Regions from separate parts of the Xenopus tropicalis genome. Here region 2 is linked to region 1. The links are chromatin contacts, called in public Hi-C maps. All regions are on one chromosome and are shown on one strand. Each heading gives the region's core, a stretch centred on a gene start, on an enhancer-like site or on the middle of the called end of the contact. The rest is flanking DNA. Distances are from core to core; before and after follow the strand shown.

Region 1 (6,552 bases), core at 3,389-5,888:
AAATACACTTGGTATTCCATCATTTTGTTTTAGTCTTTTATCTTAAAATGTTTCTATAATCACTAGTTTTGTGTGCGCCTCAAAACCCATGTATAACCCTTGATAATGGGCAGTAGTGTTGTGCTCCAAACCAAGCATGATTGCACTCGTGTAGTAGTCAGTTTCTTGCTAGCCAAGCGACTGCTTTCCTGTAAGCAAAAAGTATGGTTTTATTAGAGTAGTAAATCCTTGATGGTAAGATAAAGACTCAGGGTTCCAGTTTTTACACCACTGTAGCAAAGAGTAAGTTCAGAACAAAAGATAAATCTGACGTACAGCAGAGACAGATCCACTGTGCTTTTATAGTACTTTTTTTGTGAAACCAGGTTATAACAGAACTACACAAAACTCATCGCACACAAGATAATCATCAGGTTAGAAAGTAATCACATGCATCTTGTTCCTGAAGCTTTATGTTTGCAGCGTGTTTATTTTTAAAGGTATAAAATGCTTCCAGTGAAAAGTTATTGGATTACTTTATAGCAGTCCTTCCTGAGCCAGTGGGTGCCCTAGTCCATTGAGGTCCCGCTTTCAGGTTCGGGTGGATTGTGGAGACACTCTGGCTCTAGAAGAGATGGATTTGGTACTTATCATCCAGGTTTTCATTGTTTTGGATAAGGACTGTAAAAGAACCACTTAGACACTTTACCTCCTCAGTATGCAAAATGTGTAAATAAACTGTATAATAGAGAATCTTTTGTTAATATAAAAAGCTGTTCAGTTTCTGCTGTACATTAAAAGTTTGTTTTATTCATGTTATTGGTGTGTATTGTTCTATTCAGTGTTACTGTGTGACTACGGTAATCCCGATAGGCTTTAAAAAGAACAGTAATATATTTTAATACAAAGAAATATATTCTGTGCCTATCCAATATTAATCGTATGTGTTTTCCAGTACTAACCCTGTGCTGGAGTAATGTTGTTTGAAAGGTTTGGGTTTTTTTTTTCTAATATATCCGCATAAACTTCGGGTTCTGTCATGGATTCCAAAGAAGGTGGTTGGCCAATAATTTCTATCCCCTGTGCTCAGCCTGCCTGACTTCTGGGTTAAAGCAGTGATCCCCAACCAATGGCTCGTGCATGTTGCTCACCAACCCCTTGGATGTTGCTTTCAGTGGCCTCAAAGCAGGTGCTTATTGAATTCCTGGCTGGCCAGTCAATGTAGTGCCTACTAAATAACCAATCATAGCCCTTATTTGGCATCCCCAGGAATGTTTTACATTTGAATGTGGCTCACAGGTAAAAAAAAGGTTTGGGGACCCCTATTCTAAAGGCAAAGTTGTGCATTAGCAAGTAATGTGTTGTGTCTAACTGACCTTCAAAATCTGACACTTGACTCCTGTATGTCTTTTGATTTATGCGTGCAAATTCCTGTGTGTGCCGTCACCTCTGAGATATATATAAAATAATGCAGCAATTGCAGTGATGCTTTAAATTCTGTGAAAGCATAGATTTATAGGCACACTCCACCCTTGCCATACAAAATGCATTAAACATATACCGTTCCTGCCATAAAAATTGTGCAATGTGCTGAGCAGGCTGAGTAATTATAATTATTAAGTACATTAAAAAAAAATATATATATATATTTTTATGATGAGCTACTGTTGAAGATTCACACCAAACTTTGCATTAAAGTACCTTGTCCCTGTGATGGGTTTCCAGTACTGTGGGAATGGAGGCAAGCTGGTGTTTGATAAATCTGTCAATGAAATAAGGAAAACCTTTATTAAAATGAATTCATAGAAAGCGCAAGGAGTGTAATGTCCCATATCCTAAATGAAGTCATTTAATTTGACAGGAGTGCCATCACCTGGTCAGAGTTGGTAATACAGCAGCTGGCTTTCTTTTAGGATTCAGCCTAATTGTTGGTCTAAAGTCATGCAACTGTTTTTTTTTTTTTTCCTTTCATATTATGCAAATTTTGGGACATTTTTCTGAAATTGTAAATGCAAATTGGGATTCAATATCATTTCTGTATTGGGATGATTCTTTTGCTAATGATTTGGCCAAAAATGATTTTGTGCATCTGAGGAAACTTTTGCATAGTGACATAATGAATGAGGTTGAATAAAGGCAAGAAAGCGTTTTTGTCTATGTGCCTGCCTAACTGCTGCTTGATCCAGAGGAAGGCAAAAACCCCAGCTGAAGCCTCTCCAGTTTCCCTCAGAAATAATATCTTCCTGAGTCAGGAGGGCAATTGGACCAGTCCCTAATTTCAGTAGCATTGTAGTTTTTCACTTCAGAAAAAAAATCCGAACCTTTAAAGCTATCCAATGAATCTGCCAGTACAACCACTTCAGTAAGAAAATTCCACAACTTCACAGCACTCTGGGTGTGCCCTTGTATCTGCTGGAAGGACCTACTGGTAAATAAAGCAGTACAGAGATTATTATGACTTCTTATATATTTATACATAATTATAATATTCCCCTTAAGTGCCTCTTCTACAGCGTAAAAGACCCAACTTGATCAGTCTTTATTTATAACTTTGACTCCCATACCCTTTACCAGCTTAGTTGCCCTTCTCTGGGCCCCCTCTAATACAGTAATATCCTGTTTGAGGACTAGGGACCAAAACTGAACAGCATATTCTAGATGGGGCCTTACCAGCGCTTTGTATAGGGGAGAATTCCACTTCCCGTGAATAAATAACCCTTTTAATTACATTTAAATGTGGCACGGCACTGAGAGGCAGAAGGAGAGGAGGTGTCTGGAGCATAGTAGCCAATGACTGTGGATAAAATGAAATTTGGTGGGCAGCTGTGGGATCAGCTAGCTACTTTCACACTCAGGCTAATGACACATGGGGCAGATTCTCTGCCTGTGGATAATTTGCTCCCTGATTGTGGCACCTGCACCCAGAGCTATTGCATCAACCCAGGTGCAGGCACACTAAGTGAATTCTGGGTAAAACTGCTTTCGTATGTAGTATTGCGCCTACAGTCAGGGGTGGGGGGTTTAGAAACAGTGCTGGAAAATCCTCTGATGTTGTTCTGCTTACAAAGTAGTAGGAGAATAGTAGAGAAGAGTTATCTGATGAAGAAGAGGCGCTTAAAATGGGATAGGATAACTATGTATAAATATATAATGGGATTATATAATAATCTCTCTAATGCTTTATATATTTCTAAAGTGCCAATTATATATGCAGTGCTGTACAATAGAACAGTAAATTAATACAACAAAACGGGGTCATCACAAAAATACCTAAATACAAAGTATGGAAATGAAAAAAAAATAGTTACAAGGTACATTTGCTATAAGTTATGAATCAAAGAGACAAGAAGATAGAGTTCCCTGCCCCGTAGAGCTTACAATCGAAATATTTACCAGTAGGTCTTCAAGCAGACACAAGGGCTGGAATTAGAAGAAAGGAAGTTTCATTGTAATATTTCAAGAGGGGGTTGAATGGTTTTTTAACAAGTGAAATACAGGGTTATTGAAAGTAGCTCTTGGTACTAAGCTGATCTTGGGACTGGTCCGATTGCCATGTTGGAGTCAGAAAGGAATTTTTCCCCCTTTGCGGCAAATAGGAGGGGTTTTAGAAGGCATTTTTGCCGCCTTCTGAATTAAATTGCAGTTATTGTCCATAAAGTGTGCATGTGTGCCAATGCTTTCAGGTAATGCCTCGACCCAAGGCTGCAGTATAGAGTTATTTTCTGCAGCCAATATTAGAAGCAGAATGAAAATCCCAGTTCCACGTCAACAAAACTTTGTTTTTTGTCTGCGCTGCACAACACGACTCAGGAGCCTATCGGCTACAGAGCAGGAACTGTCACCAGTTTAGGAATGCAATGAACTTCCTTCTTCATTCTTGGAGCTGGCAGCTTTTCTGTTATACTGGAACAGATGTAGGAGATGGAATCAGATGTATTGCTGAACTAGATAGGGAAAGGGAGCTAGTGCAACCATAGAATAATCAAGTAAAGGTACAACTAACATTTTATTGCACTGTGTATTACTCCCTGCCAAGGAAGCTCAGCTTGTGGCCCTCCAGCTGCTGCTGTTAAACTGCAACTGCCAGCATACAGCCGAAGATTTTAGGAGTCAATGGATTTTATTTTACACGAGGAATACCATAAAAGTACAGATTTTTCCACTTTGTAGAGTTCTTTTATTCTTTGCATTAACGGAAAAGTTGGAGACATGATATTCTCAAGTCTGCACTCTGTAATGTAGATATTTGCTTTTCCTTTCTCATCTTGTACAGACTTCTGTACTACAGAAGCATGCCCGGAGAGCCCACATATCAGAAAGCTAAGGGATCATCATACATTTTACCTTTATACAGCACTCTTAATGCATGTTGTCACAAGATGTGTCTAAAATTGGCCATACATTAAAATATCCACTCTTTGTGAGGTTGCCAAACGAATGTCTCTTTTCCCAATATGCCAACCTTGAGGTGGGCACTACCAGGCTGATCTGGTGGGCAAAAAATCAGATTACAGGCTGATGAGCTCCCCAGCCCAGGGCCCCATACATGTGCAGATAAGATGCCGGGGCTAAATTCATTGCCAGCTTAAAATTGGCCTGTATTGTGTGTTAGATGCAGATTCTGCATGTGGAATGATAAATAAATAAAAATTGTAGTAAATGCAGATAGAGGGCACCAGAGCACCACGTATGTTGCACCCCAGATGGGACAACAGAAGAATCTGAAAGGAACACAACAGTCAAACACAAAGTAAGTTTTTTTGCACAGAGATTTGTTTTGTACACAACTAACATCTCCGCTCATCTTTATTGTCTCTGTTTGTTTCAACTCTTCTAGTGATTAATATTTTTTTCTTGAAAACTCTTAGGGGCAGATTTATTAAGACACGAACGCTCGGAGCATTTATTCGAGCACACCGAGCGTATTTTCGCCAAATTTTTTGTGTCTTGTGTGACTTTTTCGTACGCTTGCGCTAAAAAATCAGAAAGGTTTTACCGCTGTTTACAATCGTTCGGTATGAAAATTTTGTGACTTTCGGATCACCAATACGATATTATCGTGACTAATATGAATTTTTCGTAAGCATTTTCGTGATATTTGCGATCTTCAGAAATTTTTACATCCAATGCGAATTTGTCCCATTCGGGATTTGGACTTGCGTTTTCATGAATGTGCCCCTTAGATAGAGACTGAGAGTTATTATAATAAATGCTCACGCAGATACATGAATACTTGTTATCTTCTTAATTATTGCCTAATAATATGCAACATTGTCAATAGTTATTCTATCTTGTGCCCCCTGCAACTGTTGCTGGGTAGGAATGAGATATCCAGGCTTCCTAGAGCAGCAGCTCGCTGAATAATTTACTGTTTGTGCCTAAATATTAGAGGCTGGCTTGTATGGCAATATGCAGACAATAGTAGATAAGGGGCCTATATAGGCAGCAAGGCTGATAAAAGACACTCTTCCACTAAACCATAGCCTTTTCTCTCATACTTTCCAGAAGCAAGCCAAACCTTCTCCCTTTGCCTACTTTAATCATTGTAGCAGAAAATGCATCTCCTTGTTTTTGTAGCTCACCTATTTGTCCTGCCAGTTGGCTTATTGAACCTCTGTTGGTTGCAGTCACTACTCCAGAAGCCCCAGCCAGCAGTTTATTATTTTCTTCTAAATTTCTTATTGGTCCTATAAGCTGATCACAGACATGGGCACCTATAGCATCCCCTTAAGCTGTCACATGATCAGTGGGCATGGGGACATGGGACACTCTATGTACCTATAGGTACCTGGAACTTGATGAGGAACTATAAGGAGTAGAAAGAAGGTGGTTTAGGGTATGAGCTAATGAACTGTATGAGATGCAACTTGGCTGCTGGTCTCTGGGTTTGCAAGGGTAGCTGGTCAGATCATTATTAATATTAATCAGTGTGTTGTATGGGGCTCTTTAACGAATATTGTTTTGGAAGCCACTGTTCCTCTTTCATTAAATTACACTATATTCCATCTCATTATTCCCCTTGTTGCCTAAATAATAATTCTGGGACCACCGTACCATTGTCCACAAGCTGCCACGAGACGTTAGGAAGCACTGAATCTGGCTGTCGCTGTTCCAAACATCTGAAAACCAATCAGCTGCTATTAATAAGTACAGCCGCTGACACCCTGTTTCGGCAGCAAAGTTTTTTTCTACTGGCTGCATAAAATATTATGCAGATTTTACCAGTAACCGTCTGCATAACACACACACACACACACACACACACACACACACACGCGCTGCATGCACTTTACATCGGGGTAAACAAGCATAAATTTCATTGTGCGACCACACAGAAGTGTTAGAGACCTGAATATGCCACTGTCTGCAACAATCAAGGAAAGAGATTGCAAATTTGTGATACTGGGAGTTCCACAAGTCCAAAGCCAGAGAAAGGCATCTCATTTGGTGGGGGTGGGGGGGGGGGTTATTGCCTAAAATAATGTGTAATATTGTGTAAAACAGTCCCTTTATGGTGAAAAAAAAAAAGTCACTTTACTGGACACTTTTATGTTTCCATGAAAAAATCAATTT
Region 2 (6,553 bases), core at 3,953-6,452, 90 kb after region 1:
AGAATAAGAGGCTAGAACAGGAGAACAAGAGTGATCAGATCACTGGCCCACAAGGCAGCCTGATATGGACCAGTGTCTGGGTGGCCAAATGAATATTTTTTGTATTGCCAGCTGTAGCTAGACACTTTATTAATGCTATACTAATTATATTTTCTATATATTTATGCCTCTGTTCTTGTACACTTCTGTAATTATGACCTGATGAGGCATAGTTCAGTTGAATACAGAAAGAAATGACAGTGCCTTGGGATTCAGCCACCCACAGATTACACACAGTAATGTACCACCCAGGTTGGGCGTATGCCAGTATGCACTCACAGCATTCTATAAATGCACAGTGGGATACTAAAATGTTTTGTACATTTAACATTGCATTTATAGAAGGTATGAACCCAAAGCACGTTATTTCCATTTTTAAAGTAACCACAATCTTTCCACCAGCTTGGCTTGGTTACACTAGAAAAGCAAATAAACACCTCCATATGGATGATTTTATTGAGACCAAACGTAGATAATATCTCATTGCACAAGTAATGGTTTAAGCAGCTGCTATAGATTATATTAAGTTATTTATAACCTTACCACTTTTTTGGAAGCACTTGTCTTGTTTTGTCATAGGTTATTAGTTTTAACAAAAGAAAACTGTTAGCAAGCAGGACAATGACCCGACGGAGTCTGCTACTCGGAGATACTCCTGGGCAAGTCCAAGAAAGAGCTCCTCGAATACTACACTATTGGAGACATCCTGTAATGTGTTCCTACACGGTTATTTTGCCCACACAAAAGTTGTTATATTTGTAAATTCAATATAAGTCTATAGTTGTATCATATTATTAAAGGGTAACTTAACTTGAGTGATTTTCATATAAATTTTTTTTGGTAGCATCAGCACTACTGATTTCAACAATTGTAAACCTAAGTATACAGAATATATATGTGATAATGCATAACAAGAATATTGTGCATGTTTAAGCAGAAGCACAGTTTTGCAGTCATTAAAGCCCATGCAGTTTAGACTTGTACCCATGATCTTCCATCTTGTAAGGTGCACTGTGAACCTTTCATCATATTAAAAAAACAGCACAATATGTAGAGAGCAGCTTGCACAGAGGCAAGTTGTTCCTAGTGTCCTCTATTGCTCCTGCCTTGTACATACTCAATGATGCACGCAGTAGGTAGCATGCCAGTGAAAGCCTATGTCCTGCTCACTTTCTGCCCTTATATATCTAGCAACTTTGGCATTAAAGTTCACAAAAACAAAAAAAAAATGAAGCTTAGCAGGTAATTCTGCTATGCAGATGGTTTCTCAGGGTGATGAGGTGCGTTGTGTTATTTCCACACATACAATTCTGCACATTTTGGGCTCCCATCCTACCAACAAAGTGATGGGGTTTTTATCAAAAGGGCAGGGTTTAGGCATATAGGAGCAATTTTGTGCAGGCCATGAAGTGTATGGGGCCCCAGTCCTCCTTGTTGGAACCCTGATCAGAGAATTTTATTTACATGCCTTTTAACTTTGATATTGGACTTTTTCAACAATGTTCTTTTTACTATTTTTCTATAAAACCCAACTTTTTGAGTGTTTGGGTTTTACTTGTGTCCTTTCTCATCTCAGCTGTGAATCTCTGGCACTTCTTCATGGTTACCATTTAACTTCAAGTTGCTTCTCTAATACCCTCAAAAAGAAAAAAAATTAAAAAGAAGCTTCTTACACTGGAAGATTGTAATTATTCTGTTAAGATTTTCTCCAATAGTAACTGCCTTAGAAACAGTGATTGCTGTTTAACATCCAGCCATCACTTTGTTAGTTCTCACTAATGGGGATCCGCACCACAACTCTTCATTTTTTTGCCAATTTTTTTGTTTTGTGGAGCTTTGGGATTGTGTTGCTACACTTTTATGGAGAAAATAAGAAATTGCCCTGTAGGAATGGACAGGGAAGGAATGAACAGTTGCATGTGTGTGAGATTGTAAGAAAATACTCTTTCAAGTATAAAGAAACAAATCATTAAGATTGAGGAGACTGCATAACAACATATACTTTAGTGTTATTGTTTAGTTGTTAGCAAGTTATTTTGTAGCCATATATATATATATATACATACATACATACATAAATGCTGAAATGAACCATGAACAAAAGCCAAAACAAAAGACCCACAGTTTTCTAAAACAAATAACTGAATAATTAATTCTTCAGTAAGCACAGAATTTGCTCTTTTTTCAAGAGATGAAAGACAATTAGGCTGGTAGGAATGGCTTTGGAACCATTGTGTGTCTGTGTGTTGTATCAACTGAGAAAATATGAAATGTGAGTTACATGTCTGCGGTGGTGAGTCTCTGGGAGATAGTTTATTTTATAAAGAGAAGCACAAGCCAGAACTTGAGATGAAAGTGCTGAAGAGTCTATCTGCGAGATAACAAAAGTCCATAGATTTAAATAAATGGTTATTATACTGAGATCCTCAAAGCAAAGGAGAACAATCATAAAAGACAATAAACTAGAATTAGTTGTCAAGTATTCTGTCCCAATCTATTTCATGTTTACTGAAATGAAGCTAGATTAAAATAATAGATTCCCAACATAGGTGTTTGTATCATTTCTGCATCTGTGATTAGGTATGGCTCTTGTACATGTCCCAGAGAATGGGATGAGTGGGGTTTAGAAGTTGGCAAGGTTATAAAGATACTTCTGAACCATTTAATCATCATATTCCCTAAAAACAAATTGCAGTTACACATATTTTGGCATGTCCCACTGTTATTATACATTAGTCCATGTATGCTTAGGAATTAACTATCTGAATTGATTAGCTGAAGGGTATAAATTCCAGGTTTGCAGTCTCTTCCACTAACATCGAAGGTTTGGTGAGCACAGCATGTGAATGTTCTCTGTATGTCTGTGTATCCAGTTAACTGTGTTGCTGAAACTTCAAAACAGACTCTTATCCACAAGTTATAATAACACATCCCATTCAGTAGGTTTCACAGATCCTCCTTTCAGATGGTACACAACTTCTGAGATGTTAGCCACACACACACACACATGCAAGTTAGTTGTTTCAACCAGCAGTAGTACTCACTCAACAGGTGTCCAGCTTCAGACTATAAGACCCTGTAATATCCTGCATGGATTTAAACCAGTGACCTGCAGGTTACTATGCAGTCTGCCCTACCTCTGCACTATATGAGAAGACTGCTATGAGTCTGGTTAAATTACTTTTGGTATCCCTGCATTTTAAGCAAACATGGCTTGTTTCAGCTGCTGTTAAACTGGGCACAGGTGCTCACTATTAGCCATCAGTATGGCTATAAAGCCCCAGCTCTGAACTCAATCAGTGCCTGTTATAGGTCAAGCTTGCTGGTTCCTATGTGCTCTGATTCCTGTTAGTGCTAGTTCCTACATGCTGTGCTTTCCTGCTCCTGTCCCTTGCGTTGACCCCTTGGTTTTGATCATGGTTTGTTCCTCATCTCGAGTTTTCCTCATGATTCTACAGTTGTTATCTGGTTCTGACCTGTCCTGTCTGACTAAGTCCAGTTTCTTTTCTTACTAGCTAATTCCATGCAGTAAACATTTGGCTTCCTTCTCTGTCCTGTGGGTGTCAGTGGATTCTCATGCAGCAAGTCCTGGTGGCACTCAAGTTGCTGAGGGCCAGGCCCAAAAGGTGGCTTTATAGGCAAAAAGCTTAGACAGGAATCCAGAAACATCCCTTGGGATGGGGCTTAATATACTGTATGTGACAGACCCTTACAGTCGTGCCCCTCTTTGGGACATCCCTATATTCTATATTCGTGATTGTTGAACTGATGGGTGGTTCCCAGGCCCAGACTTGTGGCAAGGCCACAAAGGCCCAGGTGTAGGGCGGCATAACTTTTGGAATGGCATGCCGCCCAGCCTCATGTGGAATTTGCTCCCATATGGAGACTGGGGAAGGGGTGCGCAGTATACTTCAGCACATCCTGTCCTTAGTGCTCTGTATGTGAGCTGTTAGGTTGTGCGAGCAAGTGATCCTGAGGGGGAGGGGCAGAGAAAGGGGGCAGCCTCTGAGCGCTGAAATAAAAGTCTGGTGGTTCCAGGGTACTGTCACTTCAGCTCTCCTTACTGGAGCCTCTGGATGCTCTTCTAACTACCTTTAGTGTATGTGCGAGGTCACACGAAGCGTAGATCTGCTTCTCACAGTCCTACATTTTTCAGTCAGGCTTAGAGGAGCGGATACACTTTTCTATGCTGCCCATAGGAATTTGCTTCAGTGCAGCCACACACAGTGGAATGGAGTGAAAATCCGCCTGTAAAGCGTGAAAGTGGGCATTTTTGGGCAGATCTACGCTCTGCTCTGCCGCATGTGGCTGCGCTGAAGCAGATTTGGTATATTTCAGTGCAGGCACACAGGCAGTGTAGGAAAGCAGATCTGTTTCTGACAGTGTGACTGAGAGAAGCAGATCTATGCTTTGTGTAACCTCGCCCTATCAGTCTTACCCTTAGGGGCAGATTTATCAAAATGTGAGTTCAGAACTAAATACATAAAAACTCACATTCTATTCATTCCTATGGGATTTTAAGAGGTGTCTTTATTAATGGGTGAAAGTTAGGACTCTTTGATAAATACACTTCTAAATACCCCATAGGAATGAATAGAACATAGGTGAGTTTTATGTATTAAGCTCTTAACTCACATTTTGATAAATCTGCCCCTTAGTGTTCATTTTACAAGAGCTGACCCTCAAATAGATAGTCCTACCTCAAGATCTTCTACATCCTACTGAGACTTAATTTCTCAGGCTCTCCAGTAACGCTCTCGCCTCATCCTCAGAGCACTGTTCCAACTAAATGGGTTCCACAGTATAAAGTTCAAGCCAGACTGACAATCTGTATATTCTATCAAATAACATATACCATGAACATTTGCATTAGCTGGACAGAAGCAAAATAGGAAGGCAAATAATTCAAAAACTATATAAAAAAACTTGAAGACTAAAAATTGCTAAGAATAGGACATTTTATATGATACTAAACATTAACTTGACTATGAACTGCCCCTTTAGTAGAAAATATGCACGTAATCCCTGGGTACCCTACGGATGACACCGTGAGAGGCTGAGACTGCTTGCGTTGGGAGAACAAGGCTGCGCACACAGACAGAGCTGAGCTTTAGAGCAATGTAAGATGTGTCTCTTCCAGCCCTTCCTGTCTGCCTTCCTCTGGGATGTTGTGCAATGCCTTGTGTGAGGTTCCCACCCAGACGCACTTCCTATTTCAGCACAGGGGAGATACACGCTGCTATGTATTTACTCCGGCCACAAGTACATATTAGTAGATAAACTAACCCATCAAACTGGCTCCAGGCAAAAGTACAGATATACATTATCCAAATTATACATCCCATACAAATTACACATCATTTACTTAGATAAAAAGAACACAAAAAAATGATTTTAATGGGCCAACTTGAAATAGCATGTATAAATCTGGAGTCAAACGAACCAACATAATATTTGTCCTGCAAGGTGTATGTGTGTTTTGTCTGTGTTTTTGTCTATGTGTGTCTGTTAGTGTGTGCGTGCCAATCAAATCTGTATGTGGAATTTTTTGGGGAAAACATATATATTTCCAGCTATGTCTGGCAGTGTATATGTATATTCTTATATGTGTATTTAGTTTATCATCAGTAAAAAGATAACAGGTTTGACATTATATGTATAATCAAATATCTAACAATTGTTATGGACAGGCTTCACCATGTTATATCACTCACCGGCCATTTCTATAGAAGTGCAGGCCTGGCCCCAGCCTTAAAGTGATACTGACACTAAAAAACTACTCTTCAAAATATTAAAGTACATTAAAAGTTCCCTATAGGTCATGTTGATTATTTTTCCCTGATAGTGCTGCTTTTGTAAGTAATTGTCACCGACTGTCTCTTTTCAACCTGTCAGTTATAGCTTCTAATGCTAACGGCCTCCTGCTGCACAAATATGGCAGCCCCCTCATAGAGGAACATGGGGGATCAGATAGGGAATGTAAACACTTTTATGGTATGAAGATATATGTTATAATAGTTGTAAAAAAAGGCTTATTTTCTGGTGTCAAAATCTCTTTACATATGACATTACGGAATCTTCAATTCTTTAAGAAAAAACTACCTCCTTAGACTGTAGTTTTCATGGGGTAAAACCTTAGACAGGATTATCTCATAGAAAAGATCCTGGCTCTATATTGTGTTAACAACTTTTTCCTTGCCAATCAGTGCCAATATTATGAAGAACGCTGGGCAAATTTGCACCAGAGCAACAATCCATGCAACCAATTAGATATTTGCTTTTAATTTAACTGCAGCCGGCTAAAAAAGCAAATAATTAATTGGTTGCTATGGGTTACTGCCCGGGGCAAATTTGCCCTGTTTTCATAAATGAGTCCAACTGTGTGTGTCTGAGCCTGTAGCATTTCTGCGTGCGTGCGTGCGTGTGTGTATGATCACACATGCAAAGGCCCATTATAATGTATGTGAATGCTTGCCTGTGTAGAGAGGCTCTTTATAAACTGTCAAGACTGTTA

The links. Hi-C and Micro-C count contacts between places; a contact is called where the count stands out from the background.
Region 2: a Hi-C map of liver shows a contact between it and region 1, with 5 times the contacts expected there. The contact joins two enhancer-like sites. A contact is called at or near these places in 5 of 5 Hi-C or Micro-C datasets (brain, gastrula embryo, liver and 2 more).

The regions. Positions count from the first base shown.
Region 1 is chr2:135,155,058-135,161,609 of UCB_Xtro_10.0, forward strand. No RefSeq gene overlaps it. Among named protein-coding and RNA genes, the nearest start is that of grasp, 31 kb to the right of the region's middle. Within about 2 kb of position 4,639, at least 2 of the 11 cell types and tissues checked have an H3K27ac peak or open chromatin away from gene starts, as enhancers often do. A contact at or near this core is called in liver, where this site is marked.
Region 2 is chr2:135,244,984-135,251,536 of UCB_Xtro_10.0, forward strand. No RefSeq gene overlaps it. Among named protein-coding and RNA genes, the nearest start is that of grasp, 58 kb to the left of the region's middle. Within about 2 kb of position 5,203, at least 6 of the 11 cell types and tissues checked have an H3K27ac peak or open chromatin away from gene starts, as enhancers often do. A contact at or near this core is called in liver, where this site is marked.